Regions from separate parts of the Mus musculus genome. Here all the other regions are linked to region 1. Evidence: chromatin contacts called from public HiChIP or PLAC-seq and promoter capture Hi-C data. All regions are on one chromosome and are shown on one strand. The core of a region is the stretch at or near the end of the contact, and the rest is flanking DNA. Distances in the headings are between cores, read along the strand shown.

The links. Promoter capture Hi-C pulls out the DNA fragments that hold promoters and counts their contacts. HiChIP or PLAC-seq counts read pairs in DNA pulled down with a chosen protein or histone mark.
Region 2: a contact with region 1 is called in an H3K4me3 HiChIP or PLAC-seq map of bone marrow-derived macrophages, with 3 times the contacts expected there. The contact joins the promoter of Slc37a1 here to the promoter of Btbd9 in region 1. A contact is called at or near these places in 3 of 39 promoter capture datasets (the HPC-7 cell line, hippocampal neurons and liver), 2 of 115 datasets of contacts at active chromatin or transcription factors (bone marrow-derived macrophages and stem cell-derived neural progenitor cells) and 2 of 9 other capture datasets (adipose tissue and pancreatic islet).
Region 3: a promoter capture Hi-C map of hippocampal neurons shows a contact between it and region 1, with 3 times the contacts expected there. The contact joins the enhancer-like site here to the promoter of Btbd9 in region 1. A contact is called at or near these places in 4 of 39 promoter capture datasets (the 3T3-L1 cell line, HPC-7-derived erythroid cells, embryonic stem cells and 1 more), 3 of 115 datasets of contacts at active chromatin or transcription factors (T-cell acute lymphoblastic leukemia, embryonic forebrain and large pre-B cells) and 1 of 9 other capture datasets (embryonic stem cells).
Region 4: a contact with region 1 is called in a promoter capture Hi-C map of hippocampal neurons, with 5 times the contacts expected there. The contact joins the enhancer-like site here to the promoter of Btbd9 in region 1. A contact is called at or near these places in 7 of 39 promoter capture datasets (the 3T3-L1 cell line, the C10 cell line, cranial neural crest and 4 more), 1 of 484 Hi-C or Micro-C datasets (embryonic stem cells) and 4 of 115 datasets of contacts at active chromatin or transcription factors (the NIH/3T3 cell line, embryonic forebrain, forebrain and 1 more).
Region 5: a contact with region 1 is called in an H3K27ac HiChIP or PLAC-seq map of embryonic stem cells, with 3 times the contacts expected there. The contact joins the enhancer-like site here to the promoter of Btbd9 in region 1. A contact is called at or near these places in 2 of 39 promoter capture datasets (the 3T3-L1 cell line and HPC-7-derived erythroid cells), 6 of 115 datasets of contacts at active chromatin or transcription factors (the NIH/3T3 cell line, embryonic forebrain, embryonic stem cells and 2 more) and 1 of 9 other capture datasets (embryonic stem cells).
Region 6: an H3K4me3 HiChIP or PLAC-seq map of forebrain shows a contact between it and region 1, with 5 times the contacts expected there. The contact joins the enhancer-like site here to the promoter of Btbd9 in region 1. A contact is called at or near these places in 5 of 39 promoter capture datasets (the 3T3-L1 cell line, cranial neural crest, embryonic stem cells and 2 more), 12 of 115 datasets of contacts at active chromatin or transcription factors (the 230-238 cell line, differentiating embryonic stem cells, double positive thymocytes and 7 more) and 2 of 9 other capture datasets (adipose tissue and embryonic stem cells).
Region 7: a contact with region 1 is called in an H3K27ac HiChIP or PLAC-seq map of embryonic stem cells, with 11 times the contacts expected there. The contact joins the enhancer-like site here to the promoter of Btbd9 in region 1. A contact is called at or near these places in 3 of 39 promoter capture datasets (the HPC-7 cell line, HPC-7-derived erythroid cells and cranial neural crest), 7 of 115 datasets of contacts at active chromatin or transcription factors (differentiating embryonic stem cells, embryonic forebrain, embryonic stem cells and 3 more) and 1 of 9 other capture datasets (embryonic stem cells).

Annotation. Positions count from the first base shown.
Region 1 is chr17:30,575,033-30,577,757 of GRCm38.p6, forward strand. Btbd9 (BTB (POZ) domain containing 9) reads right to left here and starts at 1,255. Exons shown (of 11, transcript NM_027060.1): 1 at 1,114-1,255.
Region 2 is chr17:31,294,932-31,297,631 of GRCm38.p6, forward strand. Slc37a1 (solute carrier family 37 (glycerol-3-phosphate transporter), member 1) reads left to right here and starts at 1,293. Exons shown (of 20, transcript NM_001242427.1): 1 at 1,293-1,984.
Region 3 is chr17:29,833,501-29,836,200 of GRCm38.p6, forward strand. The region is part of intron 14 of Mdga1 (MAM domain containing glycosylphosphatidylinositol anchor 1); the gene reads right to left. Among named protein-coding and RNA genes, the nearest start is that of Mdga1, 54 kb to the right of the region's middle. Within about 2 kb of position 1,446, at least 6 of the 459 cell types and tissues checked have an H3K27ac peak or open chromatin away from gene starts, as enhancers often do. A contact at or near this core is called in hippocampal neurons, where this site is marked.
Region 4 is chr17:29,794,586-29,797,285 of GRCm38.p6, forward strand. No RefSeq gene overlaps it. Among named protein-coding and RNA genes, the nearest start is that of Ccdc167, 79 kb to the left of the region's middle. Within about 2 kb of position 1,401, at least 65 of the 459 cell types and tissues checked have an H3K27ac peak or open chromatin away from gene starts, as enhancers often do. A contact at or near this core is called in embryonic forebrain, embryonic stem cells, forebrain and 1 more, where this site is marked.
Region 5 is chr17:29,812,261-29,814,960 of GRCm38.p6, forward strand. No RefSeq gene overlaps it. Among named protein-coding and RNA genes, the nearest start is that of Mdga1, 75 kb to the right of the region's middle. Within about 2 kb of position 1,366, at least 15 of the 459 cell types and tissues checked have an H3K27ac peak or open chromatin away from gene starts, as enhancers often do. A contact at or near this core is called in embryonic stem cells, where this site is marked.
Region 6 is chr17:29,758,712-29,761,411 of GRCm38.p6, forward strand. No RefSeq gene overlaps it. Among named protein-coding and RNA genes, the nearest start is that of Ccdc167, 43 kb to the left of the region's middle. Within about 2 kb of position 1,405, at least 25 of the 459 cell types and tissues checked have an H3K27ac peak or open chromatin away from gene starts, as enhancers often do. A contact at or near this core is called in forebrain, where this site is marked.
Region 7 is chr17:29,853,678-29,856,377 of GRCm38.p6, forward strand. The region is part of intron 2 of Mdga1 (MAM domain containing glycosylphosphatidylinositol anchor 1); the gene reads right to left. Among named protein-coding and RNA genes, the nearest start is that of Mdga1, 34 kb to the right of the region's middle. Within about 2 kb of position 1,409, at least 12 of the 459 cell types and tissues checked have an H3K27ac peak or open chromatin away from gene starts, as enhancers often do. A contact at or near this core is called in embryonic stem cells, where this site is marked.

The sequences.
Region 1 (2,725 bases), core at 5-2,504:
TCTCCTGATTTTAGACTCTGGGTGGAAACTCTAAAGTTATGTCCCTCAGTTTTTAGGCATGATCAAATGTCAGTGCTCCCTATCTTGTCACTCTCACTTGGCACTGCCTTTAACTCATAACGGGAAAGATTATTTCTTCCATTTGTCTCCATTATTCCTCCTTAAAAAACCACCACATACAACGGACCCAACAGAATCCTGTATACTGGCTGATGGCCAGTTGCATCATTTAACTCCAGTCTCACCATGCCAGCCCACGCGTGAAACACAATCTACATTTCCACCAGATAAATAACAGCCCGCACTGCTTCTGGGAAGAACACACACAAAAGGCAGGGCTGCTCTACCTGCAAGACCCTTGAAATGGCCAAAGCACAGCACGGTTCTGGGAAATAGATACAAGGGCAGATTTGAGTCTATGAGGAAGTAACAATACTGGATGGATATGGTCCCTTGGCTTCAAAAATGTGGATCAACACAGGATATAATAATAATAATAATAATAATGTTCAGAGAAGCACGTGGGCATGCACGTGAGGCTGGAAGGTCCAGGCAACAGGTTAGTCAACCAGCATCTTCACTGACAAGTCGCCTTCCCCGGGTCGTGGGTGTGCCCGACGCTCACGCAGGCACAGATTCTAACGATCTCTCTAACAACCCGCTCCTACTCCCAGACCCGCCAGGGTAGAGCTGACGGATCTCTTCGCGGTTTACCCCAAAACTTTGCGAACCCCGAGGGTCCCCATTTCCGCGTTTGTCAGGTTTGCACAGTCGGCGTCTCAGTGTGGACGCGCGGCTGCTGAGGAACGCGGGCTTCTCCCGCTTCAAATTCCTAAAAGGAAACCGGCAGCGTCGCACTGGAGTCCAGTCACTTGTCCCTCGGCACCCCTCTCTCCAGCGCCCCCCTCTCACCCCCCCCCACCCCCACCCCAGAGCGCCAGGCCCGGGAACTGACCCTCCTCAGCCCCCGTCCCCGCCCCCGGAACCAGCGGCCGAGGGGCGTGGAGCGGCGCGCGCGGGTCCGGCGGGGAGGGGGAGCGCGTCCCCGCGCCCCGGGCCCGCGCAGCAGGTGCGGCCAGGCCCCAACTCTCACGAGCGGTCCGGGCGACTCACCCCGACGATGTCCCTCAGCGACCTAGAAGCCGCCACACACGTCTCTTCCGCCAGCAGCGACCCCGCCTCGTGGCCACCGCCCCCTCGACCGCCGCCGTCGCCGCCTTCCTCGCCGCCGCCGTCGCGGCGCGCGCCCGCTTTCACGCACACCGCCGTGGCCGCGCACGCGCTCTGCGCGCTGGCGTCACTTAGCAACGGCTCAACCGTGGGCCAGTAGAACCCAGGACGCCAGGGCCCCAGGTCGCCTCAGGCGGGGGTCTTGCGGCGTGTTTCCCCAGGTCGGAGCCACTGCCCCTCCAGTACTGGGCCCTGAGGGTGTGGCCGCCCTGCCGACACCTGGCTCAGGGTGAGGCACGTCATCACACGTCACTGAATAGCGTCATCGGTCGCGTCACTGCGTAAGGGGACGAGCCGGAGCGCCGGTTGGAGAAAGCCTCGTCTTTCTGCACTTAGTCGCTTGCCTGATGGACAGTCAGCTACGTGCGAGAAGTTGGACGAGGAGAATGGGCCAAGAGAGGCATTACCAGCATGAAGGTGCTACGAGGCCAGGCCTGAAATACCACGACTCAGTTTCCTCCTTCTGTCAGTGGGAAGACGGATACCCGACTTGCCTGCGCTAGAAAGGTGTCAACTTAGGACGAAATAATGCATGCGAGGCTGCGGGCGAACTGATCTCATTCGAACTCCTTATTTCAAGACCCTGACAGAAAGCCCGGACATAAGTCCTCGACACTCCAGGACTACCAAGTGTAACGTATAAAGCCCATTAGACTCCATCTTTCACATAAGAAGCAGGCACTGTGAACTTTGAAGCCGTAGAAATTGGGTTGTAGGTCTTTCCTGGCCGAAACTGGAGAGTCGTCACTCTTGAAAGTTACTTACCTGGGTGTGTGGGTTTGAAGATGGAAGACTTAATTCCAAGCAAAGACGACTTAAATGGGCAGTGAAAATGAACAGACACAGCAAGGGTTAGGGCTGGGCCAGTGAAGGATCAGAGCCACAACCTAGACTCTGGCGGTGGGGATGGAAACGCGGAGGCCAGCTCTGAGCGGGGGAATGAATAGGTAGGCCAGGTTTCTAGCGTGGTTGCTGAGACAGGTGGGAGTAACATTTAGCAAGACGGAAAGAAAGCTGCCTTTGTGTGTCAGTTACTAAATGGTAGTGACATTCCTTACGGATGACATGGTAGAACGATGGAATGTGGATACGTTGGTTGGGGAAACATTCTCCGCTCTCATCTTCCATGTGGAACGATATCCATCAATTTAATACATCTACTTTCCGATACACGTGTCCCCAATTTATTTGTCCTTGGAGAATTGACTTCGGGATTGGTACATTTAAAAAAACAAAGGGAGCCGGGCGGTGGTGGCGCATGCCTTTAATCCCAGCACTCTGGAGGCAGAGGCAGGTGGATTTCTGAGTTTGAGGCCAGCCTGGTCTACAGAGTGAGTTCCAGGACAGCCAGAGCTATACAGAGAAACCCTGTCTCAGAAAAACCAAAAAAATAAAAAGGGGGGGGGGGCAAACTGAAGTGGGAGATCTTTGAAGAAACAGAGCAAACCCTAGAGTTTAACATTAGGAAACTGCCCACAGGTGATACCCAATTCCA
Region 2 (2,700 bases), core at 43-2,542, 720 kb after region 1:
ATAAGGGCAAGGGACTCTTGAGCAAGCTTGGTGATGGCAGGCCTGAGAACTAGTGACATGGGGAGGAGGCGCCTAGAGTAGATGTAAGCGTCCACTTGAGTTGCTGCCTACAAGGAATGGAGAGTTAGGGAGGAAAAAAAGGGGGGTGGGGTGGGAAACATCTAGCCAAAGGAACAGGGTAGAGTGGCCAGAGTTCCCCGGCCACTTCTATATGAGATGTGGGTGCAGGTGGCTCAAACAGGAAGTCAACTTTGCTTGTAGGGTACAGAACACTTCTCAAAAGCCTGTAGATAGAAGTATGGCTGGGCCTTCCCCAATTCAGCAGACTGCGTTCGCGCTTGTGGCGCGGGTGGGCTGTGGGGAGGAGAGTGAAGCTGTGGGCCGCCTGTACACCAACCAGTCTGAAGAGGGCGCTAGTTACCCCCGCCAAACACTCCTCACCCTCGCCCTGGCTCTCTCTGTTCATGCATCGGGTTGGTTTTGGTTTAGGCACGGTTTTACCCAGTGGGTGTTCCTAGGAAGTTGTTTTCCTGCCTGGTTTTGCTGTTCCAGGCAGGTGCTGATCTGCGGCAGGGGGCTGAGCGGCAGGACTGGCTTTGGATGCCAGGCCAGGCCGACACGTGGAGGCGTGAGGCAGATGCCCTTTAGAAAAGTAATCAGGCCCTTCCCGGACTTTCCAGGATCAATTCTTGGCAGGAGGTGTGGGGTTTGAAAGATAATTATCCGGAATTGACCAGGAAGCTGTGTGCCAGGGCACTTCTCATGACCGGGGTGGCTGGCCTTCAGGACTTAACCATGCAAGCCATTTATCACACTGACACAGGTGCGGTACCAGGCGTGTGCCAGCTCCATTTGTAGCATACCGGATGCTCTTGACTCTTGACACTTGATGTGGTAGGCCGAGAGAGGCCATCCTCAGTCCAGGACTCCGAGGGAGCAAATCTTTACCTCGGAACTTGTCTATGTCGCTGGCATTAGTAAGGTCCGCCTCGGGGACAAAAGCCTGGTGGTGGTGAGGTCCCCTAGGAGCTAGCGTTTGGCTGCTGGGCACCATGCCAGTAAGAGCCCGGCGTCCTGCGGGGCCTAGGAGAGCATGACAGGCAGGTGTGGGGACCCAGGAACAGCTAGAGGATGCTCCAGCTGAGCATCTCCGGGCTGTGTGCGATCTGAGCATCCCTTGGGCGCGCGCGGGGCCGGGGTCAGGGGGCGCGCGGGAGAGGGAGGAGCCGCACAGGGTCGGCGTTCACAGGGCCGGGAAAGTGAAAGGGCGGCCGCTCCAGGAAGTCGACGGCAGGAAGCACGCGACGCGGGCTGCGGAGCGCAGGTAGGCGCGGGGACAACGGAGGACCCTCCCCAGCGGCGCTCACCTGCCAGCCGCCACGCACCTGCCGTGGGCCCCGCTTCGGCCTCTCCGCCGTTTGTCTCCCTCTGCTGTGTGGCTGGAGAGCCGGGGACAAACCAAGCGCTTTTCCTAGAGTGGGACGTCTTTGAAGTAAGGGCTCCTAGAGTGGCCTTGAGAGACAGTGCGGGGGCGATCCGGTGCTGGTGACGTTGAATTCCCGGGGAAAGTGGAAGCAAAAGGTTCCCTGAGACCCGGGGGCTGGGGTCGCCTAGCTGTGATGCTGGGTCCCCTCCCGGCCCCAGGCCGCGAGTGACAGCTGTGAGAAGACGCCTGCCGGAGACCCAGCGCTTTGTCTGCTGCCGCTCGTAGGGGACGTGGGCGTGCCTGTAGCCTTCACCACCCGGCCAAGCGGCTGTAGGACCTGGGAGGAGGAGCCGGCTCGCAAAGCCCTTGGGAAAGCTCTCAGCCAGCACCCTGGGCTCCGGTTGTTTGTTTGCTAAAAGAACTGCTTCCCGGAGCCCGGGCTCTGTGGCCAACGCAGTGACAGCCACCGTCTGGGCGGTAATAAAGGGTTTAAACCACCGGAAAAGTCCCCCAGCTCCGCGCACTTAGGGTCCACCCAAGGATCTTGGTGGCCCGCAGGTAAAGATTTGCATTTGAACGGAAGACCCTCCCCTTGCTCTTGGTTTAAATTCTTAAGGTGCTTTTTCCTGGTCTTTAGAGCTCTCTGCACCTGCCTGCCTCCCTACCTGCCTTCTCGCCCTGGAACTTAAATTGCGTGAAGTTGGGCGAGTTGGTAAATATATTATTCGGCTTTACACAGAATTCCCTCTTTTGGGGGTCCTGTTTGCACCCTGAGTTCCTGGGAGTATTGTTACAGGTCTGGTTCGGTGGAGAACACCCGGGGTGCGTTGTTTGCTGTGAGTGGGCTAAGAGCTATGGTGGATAGAATTCTGACTCCTTGTATTTAAGCTCAGGACAAGTGAAAATAACAGTTTCTGTTTATCTCCCACGGCCAATGGAGCCTTTAAACGCTTAGAAAGGGCTCGATTAGAGGAGTTAGTGTTTGTCTTGGTTTAAAACAAAACTCTTGAAGCTTTTGGAGGGAGTTTGGTTCCCAGGTTTGCCCTTTTATAAAGTGCCATCATTTTGACAGGTTGCCTTAGGCTGCCTTGATGTTGCCTGTGTGCTAAAGACTGGAAAACCCCCCTTGGGGCATTGCTCTTGCTTTTGCTAACTCCCACCCACTCCTGAGTCTCCTTGAAGGGTTGATGGGTTCTGGGTAGCTCAGAGCCCGGTAGCTGGGAGGATCGTGGGTGTGTCTGTCCGTCCCTCAACTCTTGCTTGGCTGGGCTCTC
Region 3 (2,700 bases), core at 196-2,695, 740 kb before region 1:
GTTAGTTCCTCCCTTTTTTTCCCTTTCATTCCCATGAAATCAGTGAATCAGGCCTGGCACAAACACACACCACCATCCCCACCCAGGAGTGAAATCGCCATTCCAGAGGCGGCCTCCTGCCTCAGCTCTGACAGGGTTCTTAGAGCATATGTACATTGTAAGTGGGCTGCAGAGAGGGACTGGCCATCTTTATTTGTATAGTTTTAATATATATTATATACACACACATATATACACACACACATACATATACATATATATGTATATATGTATGTATGTAGAAAGAGAGAGAGGGAGAGCGAGGGAGGGAAAGAGAGAGATATTCCTTTTTATTTATGTGCATGTATGCACACACACATCTGTGGAGGCCACAACAGAGCACAGGAGCCACTAGAACCAGGGTGACAGGTCACTATAAACTGCCTGACACGGTGCCAGGAACCAAACGCAGGGATCTCTGAGAACAGCAAGTGCCCTTGACCTCTGAGCCATCTCTTGTAGCTTTGTTTATTTATCTATATATTCATTTATTCATTCATTGATTTTAGGAGAGAGGTGGGCACATGCCATAGTGTGTGTGTGGTCACAGGATAACGAGTAGGTGGGAGTCAGCTTCTTCTTCTACCATGTGGATTCTGGGGACTGAACTTGCTATCAGAAACTATTACTGGGCCATCCTGAAGGCTCATGCATGTGTGGCTTTAAATTATATTTATTATTATTATTATTATTATTATTATTATTATTATTATTATTGTGTGTGTAGCTCAGGGATAGACAGCTGGCTTGCCAGTAGATCCCTAGGTTTTTCCTGTCTTGGTCCCCATCTCCCCAGCCCCGTCAGGTTACAGGTGTGATCTGCCACTCAGCTTTCCCTTGGGCCCTGAGGATCTGAATTCAGGGCCTCACGCTTGAGCAGTAAACACTTCACCCTCTGAGCCAGCTCTCCGGCTCCTTTATCTGGATGTCTTGTGCACTGGGTAAAGCCAACCATCCCAGCCAGATTTTCCCTAACACTGATGCTAGGCACAGCTAAATAAATCAACACTGGGACACAGAACGATTTAGTTAAAAGACATCGATGTGGGTGGGTGGGTGGGGGAGCTACTTGGCTATGGCGAATAGAATTAGAGTAAGAGTTGGGGGCACTAGCCTAGGGGCGGTGAACCCATCTGTGCAGCCTTGGGGGATCTGGAACCCCAGGAGCTCTGAGGGGCACGGGGAGAAGAGCGGATTGCAGCTTTAGTGTAAGGCACCCAGTTGCGGTCATTGTCCACTGGCTGTCTCTTTCAGCCCATCTTGTGGCACAAGAGACCTGGCTCTGCAGGAAAGGAAATCCATCTTCAGAGGCTCCCGGTGGCTGGCATTTCCATGGCGTTGCCCACAGACAAAGCTGCACCATCTGTGATGCCAGATAGACAGACAGCTGCCCCCTCCCCCCTGTTGTGGGGCGAGTCACCAAATGTTACCTGCCTTGGATGAAAGGGAGTTGGCTGGGACCAAGGAGAGCTGACGAGACACAAAGTTTAGGGACAGCTGGTGTCCAGAGCTGCCAGGCACCGTGGGGAGGGGGGGTTATATAGCAGCACCAGGCCTGGGGGACACTGGGGGACACGCTAACAGCTCAAAGCCAGCGGGACCTCAACAGTCAAGGATGGGTACCTAAGAGGGTAGCTACTTGTCCTAGCCAAGCAGGAAATGGCCACTCTGGCTTCAGCGTGGCCCAGACCCAATGCTTTTCAGAGGCCTTACAAGCCCCCAACTGCAAAACAAATATGAGTTTTAGCTCGTGCTGAGACCCTGTTTCAGAAACAATTTTTAAAAAAAGATTTATTCATTTTTATTTTATGTGTATGAGTGTTGGTCTGCATGTATATAAGTGTGTATACAAGAGTGTCTGGTGTCAAAGGAGATCAGACAAGGGCATCAGATGCCCCCAAACAGGATTACAAACCATTTTGAGATGTCATGTGGGCACTAGGAATTGAACCCAGGTCCCCTTCAAGAACAGCAACTATTGTTTTGACTGCCAGGCTGTCTCTTTAGTGAAATCAATGAGCTCCAGGTTCAGTGAAAGACACTTTCTCAGAAACTTAACATTGGCCAGATATGGTATTGCATGTCTATAATCCTAGCACACAGAAGGCAAAGGCAGGCAGATCGAAAGACCCTCAAAGCAAAACAAAACAAAACGTAAATAAGGTGGAGTCTGACCGAGGAACAATGTCTGAGGTTGACCTCTGAACTCCACAGGCAGGGGCACATATACAGACTAGAAAATTCGCAGAGCCCCCCTCCCATGTGTGCACATAAAAATGAAAAAATAAGGGTCTGGCGAGATGGCTCAGCGGTTAGGAGCACTGACTGCTCTTCCAGAGGTCCTGAGTTCAATTCCCAGCAACCCCAGGGTGGCTCATGACCATCTGTAATGGGAACCGATGCCCCTAAATAAATATTTTTTAAAAAATGAAAAAGCAATAAAGGACAGCTACCTTCAGTGGGGTAGTGAGGGATTCCCCCAGGAGACCCAAGTGAAGGAATTAATAATTGTCCAGGCCAGGGACCACTCTGAGCAAAGCCCACAGAAGCAGGGATGTGCCCTTATTCAAGCCAGGCACTGGGGTGCCAGCGTCAGGTGGTAACAATTAAGGTCAGAGATGGGTAGAACTGTGCCTGGCATGGGAGACCTGAGGATGGTGA
Region 4 (2,700 bases), core at 151-2,650, 780 kb before region 1:
CTCCCTTCCACTTCTTCATCCAGTCTTTTGGACAAGCTGGCTTCTTCAACACCCTCCCCGCTCCAGGCCCAAGGGGCCAGGTTTTAGAAGCTTCTCTTTGTACCTTGGGATCAATTTCTTCCTCACCTGAGTTGCATAGAATTTTGCTTATTTTATTTATCTATTGTTTTGTGGATTTTTATCATTTACATTCTGAATGCCTGGGCCCTGAGGAATTCGGATGGAGTGGCTTGAGAAATGAGGGGAACCCCCAGATCAGAGATAAGTGGGAGCTTTGAAGAATTTCTTAGGAAAAAAACAAAACAAAACAAAATAAAACAAAACAAAAAATCCAGCCTCAGGGCCGGTCCCTGGCTGAGGTGGCGGAGGTGGTCCCTTGTCAGTTGTTTGGGAGTGGAAGATGCTATGCAAACCTGCCGCCTGCCCCATAGCCGCCCCATGTCTGCCTGGCCTGGTTGGTACTGGTCCCAGGCCAGGTCAAAGCCAAACACACTGCCTTGCTCAGTCTGAGAGCCCCATCGGGGGACAAGGGGGAGGGGATGATTCGCAACTTGGGCCCCCTGCGTGCTAGAGCCAGGCTGTGCAGGCGGAGGGGAGGGGGCGGCCGCCCAACTCCACCTCCGTGAGGTTGGCGGGTAGGTTTCCATGGAAACAGCAGCTCCCAGCATCTCCAGAGATTTGGGGGAAAACTGGCTCTAAAGAAGAAAAAAAATCACCATCTTCGTTTCGGGGTGGGGAGGGACAGCCCAGCTTGAAGGAGAGAGAGGGTGAGGGGCCGAGGAGGGGACAGCAGGTTGGAGCTTTGCAGGCCCACTCTGGCTGTCAGGGCCTCCAACCCCTCAGGCCTGGAATAAGGGCAACAGAATCTCAGCTCGAAGAGATGAGGACCTTTCTCTCCACCCACTCAGAGCCGCGGTCCCCGTGCCCCTCCCCCCGCAGCGCCCCTGCCCATCCTCCAGTCCTCCACACACTGTCCCCGCTTACTGCCTGGGGGGAAGGGGGGCGGGGATGAGAAGGAGACACAGGCGTGGGGACTCTTGCTGGGGAGTTAATCAAAGTGTCTGCAACTTCTCCTGTTCCTGTCCCCTCCCTGGGGAGAGTCGGGAGGGGTGGTGGGGACCGATCTGCCAGAGACTGATGGAGGGGCAAGCCAGACCTGCTAGCCCTGAGGCATGCGCAGACATGAAATCAACAGGAGCTCTCGCCTTTTAAAATGACTTTTCCTGCAGTTTCCTCTTTGGACGGGGGAACCCGATTTCTACCAAGAATCTCCCCCAAATTCCTGGTTCTGGGGGAACGGATCATCCTTGATCTTACCACATTCATAGGATTGCACACTAATAGCTCCTCATTCATTCATTCATTCATTCATTCTTCCATCTTCTCTGTCATCCATTCATTCATCTGACAGTGATTAACTGTGTTTATTTTATGCCAGGCACAGGCCTCCTTGCTGATGACACAGACAGGTTTGGAGGAAGAAGTGGGTGGTAGTGAGACTCACAAAAATTCCCAAACCTTATATATCTCGTACTTTGGTTAGAGACACAGGATAACAAGTAAGGAAAACACAGTTTTGAGTATAACGAAATATTTGAAGGGGGAAAATAAGAAACAGAGAAACTGGTGACAGTTAACAATTTTTAAAAGGCTCTTCCGAGTTCCTTCTGGAAAGACAATCTCTACTGGCAGGCCAGCAGGGGGCGATGGAGGGAACTGATTAGAACAGAGCCCGGGCTGCACAGAAAAGCAAAGGCCCTGAGGGTAGGGGTTGCCCAATATTGTAAAGGGGTAGCCAGGAGACCAGCAGGCATGAGATATAAGATAGTGGGCACGTGGGTGGTGGGACAGATGTTCCAAGTGTCTCCTGTATACTCAGACTACCCTGGACGAAAGTAGAAGCCTGCCTGTTCTATGACCTCATTTAGTTCTCTGGGTCCCCTTTTCTGTTCGTAGACGGACTCTGAGAACTCCATTTGAGTATGTCCATGAAGCACAATCCAGAGGGACCCGACCCAGGGCCACATAGTCAGGTCTCAACCTTGCTCCTTCTTCCCACCCTTGGGGGAGGGGACGGGGCGCGTGATGCCACGCGGGGAAGGGGGGACAGCAGGGGCGTGATGCCACCCTTGGGGGGGGGGAGGGCATGTGATACCAACCTCTGTGGTGCGTGTGAATGCGTGTGTGTAATTAAGGTGCTAACTTAACAGGCGGCTATCACTTCCTGGTGTGAAATAAACCGTTCAATAATTAGTTGACAAAGATGAACTTGTCCAGAGCTGTGCTGGGGGTGGTGGCGGGTGGGAGTGGGGCAGCCAGATCCTCTGCAGGAAAAATGAGAAGTGAGGGTCGCGGTTTTGAGAGGAGGTGAGAGGTGTGGCGCCCAGATTGCAAGGAGCCCACGGACACCTGGTGGCCACTGCTGGGATTCACGGTGCTGATTCCTCAGTAACTGTGTTCCAAATTGAGTCTTGAGAAAGGAGGAAATTGATCCCAAGGTATCTGCAGGGTGGGGGCCAGGAGAAAGAGAGAAACGGGGGAGGGGGCTCTGGGGACAGAGATGACAAAGAGGGTCACAGAAAGGGGTGTTGGGATCAAAACCAGTTGTAGGGAGACCAAGCTGGATTTGGGGTAGATGACCTGAAGTTCTGTGTTGTTGAGATGGGTCCCTTCCCTTCTCTGGGCCAGTTTGTGCTCCTG
Region 5 (2,700 bases), core at 116-2,615, 760 kb before region 1:
CAAAAAGGATGTGCCATTGTAAACAAAACAATTGTAACAGCGCATCACAAAAAAAAGTCCTGCAAGCACAGTGGCTCCCTCCTCAAGGAGTCCAGGTGAATAGTTTTGGACCATAGCTATCTGAAACTGCAGGGATTGAAACCAGGCATAGAAATGGATCACTGTATTGGTCAGAGTTGTTCAACAACTTTGCTTCTTCATGTCTCTCTCTGTCACCGTGCAGATTAATTTTGGCCACTCAGGGGGTGTCCCAAAGCTCCAGGTGAGCCTTGACCTTTCACCTGAAGGTGCCACCGCTCCTAGGCCTCACTCCCAACTCTCTTCTTCCACCTCCTACCCCCCCCCACCTTGTATGTGGGGGATGAGGAAGATAAGAACCACCAGCTTCAATTAAAACCGAGTCGCTTGAACAATAATGGAAAAGTAATTGAGCTAAATTGAAATGTAATTGGAAAAAAAAAAAAGTCTTGGCTTACCATGGCTTTCAAAATCAGGCTGGGGGCAGGGACCTATCCACTCTCCTGCCCTCAGATCTTCTTAAGTTGTGGGGTTCCTTTGGGGGCACCATTAAGACTCCTCCCCCTCCCCGCTCTGGCTCCCAGGCTCCTCCCTTCTGCTCTCTGTCTAGCTACTCAGCAAAGCTTCTCAGTGAGGGCCATCTGTGCACACCTGGGTTTATCACATCTGACTCTGCCCACAGGCAACTTTGGCTATCATGAGTGGGGTTGAAGAAGCCAGGGCGCCTTATGTATCAAGGAAAGCCCTATAAGACCTGCGGAGACTCAGACCCTGTTTGCCCGTATCCTCAACTAGTTAGAGGCTGTAATCCCTCTGATCAGCACCAAGAAGGCATCAAGGCCAAGACCACTGTGATCTGCATCGAGAAGTGTGTAGGGCTGCGGGGGGGGGAGGGGGGAGGGGGCGTGGCTCAATTTGTAAATTATGCAAGGACTTTTGTTCTAGTCCCAGAAGCCACAGAAAAAGCCAGGTATAGTGATGCTTGGATGGATCCCCAGTGCTGAGAATCTGGTGACAGGCTCCCTGGGGACCAAGAAGTCCCAGGTGCCAGTGAGAGATCCTGTCTCAAAGCACAGGGATGGGATCCTGGGGAGACCATTCAGCGGTTGTGTCCTGAGACTTCTCAGAGCCAAGAATCCAACACCTCAGGAAGTTCAGCTGTGCCTCATGCAAAGGAATCCTCTCAGCTGGGCTGGGCTGGGCTGGGCTGGGCTGGGCTGGGCTGGGCTGGGCTGGGCTAGGCTGGGCTGGGCTGGGTGGTGGTTTGCCCCCACCCCCACGGTGAAATAGCACTAGAGGTTCTCTGCGAGTAGAGTAGAGTAGTTGGTTGCTCCCTGCCAGGCAACCTAGCAAATAGCCTGGGGGAGGGGCCATCTTATACAGAAATCCTGAGACAGGGCTCCATTCATGCAGTTACAGGAAATGGCTCTCGTGTCTGATGGGCACAGCTTTCCAGGTGTAGCCAGTTGGGTAAGGTGTGCCCCCACTGCTGTGAATAAGCCCTCACCTAGGCTCTGTAAGGAAGCCCAATCAATTCGTTGATTCTTTGGAGTGAACGTTGGTTCACTCTGAATCGTGTCTCAGTTTGTCACTGGGACCTTGGAAGAGGGGCAGGCATTACTTGACTGCTCTTGAGGAAGACCCTAGCTCACTTCCCAACACCTACAAGGTGAATCACAACTGCCTGTAACTCCTCCTCTAGGGGATCCAGTGACCTCTTCCAGGCTCTGTAGTGTATGTAAAAAAACGTGTGTGTGTGTGTGTGTGTGTGTGTGTGTGTGTGTGTGTGTGTGCACACACGTGTGTGTGCCCGCGCACGCACACTGCACAAGCCCAAGTGTGTATATTTGCTTCTGTACCCATGAACCTTTGCGCACACAGCAACAGAAGTGGCACTTCTGGTCTTGTAGCCACATCCTATGATGCACGCCACCTCCCTCAAGGGGCTCACCCTACCACACCCCTAGGCCTTCCCCCTCTCCTCCCACACTTTCTCCTCCATCTCCTATTATCTCCAGAAGGCTGGTCGGAGAGAGAAGAGTCAACAGGGCGGCCTTTTAAAACCTGTCCACTCATCATCCAAAACACTTCAGATACTGGTCCTCAGAGAGTCCGTCTCAAAGCCAGAGTGATTGCATCCTAGCACAGGGTAGACTGAGCATCCTTAGAAGTGGCCCATAAGTAGGGACAGACCCAGGACAGACACATCAGGGCTAAAGCCATCGTGCCTTCTGGCCTCTGCTACAGCTATCATGCTTAAGACTGAGGAAGGAGGATCATCTCTGTGTCCTCAGACTCTCTTGGTACTGTCCGCACTTGAACTTGACCCCCTTCCGCCTTCCCATCTTCCCCATCTCTCCCTTCCCATCTCCTTCTCCAGGCTCCAGAGTGTGACTCCAGTAAGAGGGTGGGGACTTGAGGGGAGGATGTGAGCGGGGGAGGGGAAGGAGGGCCTGTTTGGGCATCCGATAAACTCCGAGAGTCAGCTGGCGTGAAATGAAGAAATACGGCTCTCAGTAAATATTTATTTTCTATCAGAAATTAGCAAACCAAATGTAATTAAAAACAACTGTGTATGTCCTTCTCCACTCCCACCCCCCAGCCCCGAGCCTAGTAAATGACATCTCGGAATACAAAGTCTTAAAGAGTGTGTCCTAATTAGCAGGCTGTCCGCTGCTGTGG
Region 6 (2,700 bases), core at 155-2,654, 820 kb before region 1:
AAGTGTTGAACACCAGACAGGACCACAAGTCTCAGCCAACTGAACTGGTGGCTGAGAGTGGTTCTCTGGGCCATCGTGAGGACCCTGCTTCAAGGGAAGGGTGGAAGGCTTACTGAAGAACAAAATCTTAGGTGTACATGGATCCCAGAGCTGTGTGTGGGTCACAGACCCCCCCCCCCTTTTTTTTTTAAGAACAGTTTTCTTTATTCTGTTTTGATTGAGTCAGGGTCTTGCTATGTGGCCCAGGCTGGATTTGAACCTTCCATGCTCTTGCCTCGGCCTCCTGAATGCTGGGATTACAGGGATATGTCGAGCTTGCAGACTGTTGGGTTTTTCTTTTCCATTTGAACTGGTCTGTACGGGCTGCTCTGGACAGCTGCTCCAATCGCCGGGGTCACCCGTGTCTCCTTATGCGGACTCATCTCTGTGGGTCCTTGGTCTGTTTCAAAAGCCCGAGCTTTCCGAAGCTAATCACAATTGATATTTGTGCACCTCCTGTGAAACCTACGGAGCCCCTCGGGTGTGTCCAGCAGTTTTGAGGCGCTCATATAAACATGCTGCCTGTGCTCGAACTGCTGAGGAGGAGGAGGAAGGGGAGAGTCAAGCATAAAGTAGCTGGGCCCACTCATCTAACAGAGGCCCAGAGACCAAATGCTCCTACTCAGATGGGCAAAGCAGTCTCTGGATTCACATTCAGGTCAGTGGAGACCTGAGGTTTCTGGCTCTGTGTAAAACTGACCAGAGGGCTGGGATGTGGCTCAGTTGGTTGAGGGTTTGCCTAGCAAGCAGGAGACCCAGAGTTTGATCATCAGCACCTAGTGATTTGGGTCTGGTGGCACATGCCTGTAATCCCAGCACTCAGGAGGTGGAGGCAGGAGGATCAGAAGTTCAAGGGCATCCTCCGATACATAGAAACTGTGAAGCCAGCCTGGTCCATATAAAAGACTGTCTTAAAAAAAACACAATGCAACAATAACACCCCCCCAAACCAACCAACCAACCAACCAACCAACCAACCAACCAACCAAAAAAACCACAGCCCAAGTCTGACCAAAGTCAGGCCACTGTGGGGCCAACCTTCAGCTATTATTCTCCATATTATTACTGAGGCCAGATTTCACGGGGAGCTCCTTTGATCCCACTCTTTGAGTGGGGAGGAGCTCTTTCCGCCATATATTGGAATTGGCCCCACTACTCCAGTCTTGGGGCGTCCCACATCCTGAGAACCTCAGTGGATCAAAACGGGCGAGTTAAAAGTGAAACCGTACAGCTTTTTCGGCACAGTTCCCTCTGCCTCTTGAGGAAAGCGACGCTGTATTCACGGGAGCTTTTAAATCACTGGGAACAGTGCCGAGCGCTTTCATGGCTTTTCCTCTGTGACCGAGGCCCTCCGTGCAAAGCGCTATTATTAGCCCGGCCTTCGAAGAAGTAATTAAACGCATTATTCCATGCACAACGAGAGCATGCATCTGTGTGGCAGCCTGGGACGCGAGGCTGCCGAGTTTCCAGTGGGGAAGGCTTGGGATTGACTCTCAGGGCTCAGTCGGGTAAGAGGGAAGGCCTTGAAGCTCCTAGAGGCTGCACGGGGTAGTTTGCTTTGGGGTTTGAGGCTGCAGACAGGAGCTCACAGGAGAGATATAAGAATACAGATATGGGGGCTGGGCGTGGTGGCGCACGCCTTTAATCCCAGCATTTAGGAGGCAGAGGCAGGCGGATTTCTGAGTTCGAGGCCAACCTGGTCTACAGAGTGAGTTCCAGGATAGCCAGGGCTACACAGAGAAACCCTGTCTCGAAAAACCAAAAAAAAAAAAAAAAAAAAAAAGAATAGAGATATTTTGGCCAGGCCAATCACAGCAGGAGTTGGGAATAGGTCAGGTTCCTAGGTGAATACCGATTAGGGGCGGAGTTATGTGTGGATAGGCGGGGACATCTAGGGCTAGGCGGGGCCAGGCTGGAGTTGGGCGGGGCTGGGCAGGGTAGAAAGGAATTGGTTTAAATACTTGATCAGGCAAGTGACCCCAAAGCAAATCGAATCATCAGCCATAGGTGACTCTGTTCTGCATGAAAAGGAACCGAGTCTTCCGTCCAAGTTGTTCCCTAGCCTCTTTGGTTTGATTTACTCAACAGACCGGAGCCATCTGCTTGCCTCCCTGGCCACCAGGGCCTTGGAGCAGGTCCCACTGTATCAGCTGGACACGCAGGGCTGAGGAGGGAGCCCGGGTTCCCGTCCTCAGCACACTGTCACTAGCCCGTGACCTTGGACCGATTTCCAGGCACCGGAAGATTTACAAAGTGCCTATTTAAATTAAAATATGTATGCAATGTGGGATATTGCATACACAGTTTTAAAATAAGTCCTTGCTTATCCAAAATTCGAATCTGACTGCTCATTCTGTTTTATCTGGCAGCGGGGCTTTGGATAAGTTCCTTAACTTCTCAACTGCCAAGTAGGGGTGTGTGTGTGTGTGTGTGTGTGTGTGTGTGTGTGACACCAGACCCTCCTTCCAAGGTGGCAGTGGGCACTGAAGTAGTTAAAAATTTGAATCACAGACGGGGTGATAATAAGCACCTGGCTCAGAGGACTGGAGAGCATGCCACAGCAGTGGAGGCATTGTTGATGTTATTTTTGGTATCTCTTTTAAAACACTTTTATATTTATTCTGTGTGTGTGTGTGTGAGAGAGAGAGAGAGAGAGAGAGA
Region 7 (2,700 bases), core at 159-2,658, 720 kb before region 1:
TGTATTCTTCTGCCTTCACCTCCACAGTGGCTGATATTCTATGAGTGCAGCACCGGGTCTGTTAATACAGCTGTGGGGTCAAACCCAGGGGTTCGTGCTCACTCAGTTCTCCTAAGTGAGCTACATCCTCAGAACCCTTTTCGTGATTTCCATTGCTTCTCCAGACTTGTGGTTAATATCTTTGCTCTAGTACCCAATTCACTAATTTTCTCTTTGGCTGTCTCTGAGGTATTAAAACCATCTTTAAAAAAAAAGACACTACTGCTTTTATTTCTATGATTTCTGTTTGCTTTTTCCCTGTACCAAACTGATCAAGACCTAAGGCAAGGTCCTGCTTTCTCCTGGGAGTTGGTACCCTGCTGTGACCCTGGGGACAGGCTTCGCAGGCAGGAGCTCTTGGGCATCCACTTCAGTTTAGTCCTGAACTGACCTGTAGCCCTGCTGTGGTTTGGATCACGGTATCCCCGAAAGGTTCCTGTGTTCAAGGCTTTGAGGAGATGGACCACTGATGGGTTCCGATGTGCTGGCATGGAGATTGTGAAAACCGGAAAGTGGGAACTGGTTTGAAGAAGTTTGTCACAGTAGGGGCATGCTTTGGGAGAGTTGTGAGATGCTGAGGTAAAAGTCGTCAACCTTCTCTGGCATTTTGTCCCCACAGCAATGGGAACACTGCCTCTCTCGGACTTCAGCCTTACTGCTCTGTGTATGTAGCCGGCTCTACCTCCTGCTGAGCTGTGCACAGCCTCAGACTCCTCAGCTTATGATCACTGCTGTTGTCACCCAGGCGGGGGGGGGGGGGAATCCTTAAACCCTCTCAATTAATTTGCTATTAGTTGACTTAAAATCCCACTAACTTGAGACGTCACATGGCTGGGCTGTCAGCGGTGTCTCCCGCTAGTTTTATCACAGACTGTCACCTGACAGTTTTAAAACTGTCCCACCCAACCCCCAGCAAATGTTCTCTTCCCCTGTCCAGCAAAGAACAGTTGCTTTTCTCTGTCTCTCCCATACTCCAGGGAAAGGTGACTTTTAACTCTCTTCTCATTCTCAGAGGGGCCTTTTATGTCCTTGTAATTAACTTTGGGACTAATCGTCTTTCTTATCCATAACTTTTCCTTAGACCTAAAGAGACCAGAACACTCCGGGGGCCCAAAGAGAACAACACCTTCGCATCAGAAATTCGGAACACAAAGTCTGTGACTACCCTGAGGACTACTTGGCTTCCATCTGTCTGTCCATTCTGCCCCACCCCTGCCACTCCCTACATAAGCATTCACCACCTACCTGGTGGACATCCTCCTTTTTATTTTCCAAACAGGGTTTCCAATGGCCCAGGCTGGCCTTACTTTGAACTCCAGACCGGTCTGACTCCATCTCCAAAGTGCTGGGACAACAGGTGTGCATCACGACACCTTATTTTGCAACAATGTAGAGTGCATACCAGACAGCTGCTCCTGCTGCTGGGGCACACCCCTAGCCCTCTGCCTTTTCCAGCTTGCTAGCTCTAGATCACTCCTTCTCCCTGACCAATAATTTGACCTAAAGTCACTAGGTTACTTGAATGGCAGCAAAGAACTTGGGATAATGGCTTCCCCCCATTCTGCATAGATTTCCATGGTATCTCAGGCCATGGCATGCCCACACCCTTGCTTCTTGTTTGGACTGATGGGATCTGTGTCCACTCAGTTCTCCATCCTGACCTTGGCCTGGTTTGTAGGCCCCACCCTTGCTCCCCTGATGGATAGGTTCCTAGCTGCATCCTTGACGCCCAGTGCTGTGTTTGGAACATGACAGATGCTCGCTGTCACGATAAGGAAGCAAGCAGGAAAGGAGGCATCTGGGGAGAAGTTATCTCAATATCAGAAGTGGGATTAATGGGACATACTGGGAATGATGAGAGAGACCCCTATGGCCAGTACACAGAGCAGTAGGGCTGAAGTCCGAGGGAGGCAGTGTGTAGGGGTAAGTGGGGCCAGGATACAGAAAGTCTGCAGTCGCACCCCCAGGGGCTTAAGCAAAGCTGATAAACAATGGGGAGCCACTGGCTGGTGCTAAGGGGGACGGGAGGAGGTAACAGAGCAGACTCGAGGGTGTTCATTCCAACGGGATGAAGGGAATGGGCAAGCAAAGAGCCTGGGAGATCAATTCCATCTCCCTCAGTGGTATCAGGACCAGGGAAAGGGCTGAGGCTCTGAGCTAGGTGGGCCTATGGAGAGGAGACCACACAGAAAGCCAGAGTCTGGCCAGCCAGCTATGGGGGAAATGGGGGCAGAGCCAAAAATGTAAGCTTGTTTGACAGGGTGAACGATGAAGCCAGTGATGGAAACAGGAAGACAGAGGGTGCTTACCCAACACGCCTAGCATGAACCAGACCTGGGATCCATCCCTGGCACTGCATAAACCAGACGTGCGTTACGCAAAGCTTGCATCTGGAGTGTCAGCAGTATGCAAGTCCAAGCAGGAAGGTCAAAGTTCAAAGTTATCCTTAGCTAGGCAGCAATTTGAGGCTCTGTTTGGGTTACATGGGGCCCCGTCACCCAGCCATGACCACCAGTGGGGACATACGGGATTCGTGCACAGATGGTGGGTATAGCCTGGCAACCTCCTCACTAGACTCACCAGCCACCTCCCTGCCATCCCGTGTGACACACAGATTCACAGAAATGGCAGCTGCACAGTCTTCAATGCCAAAGAAACCTT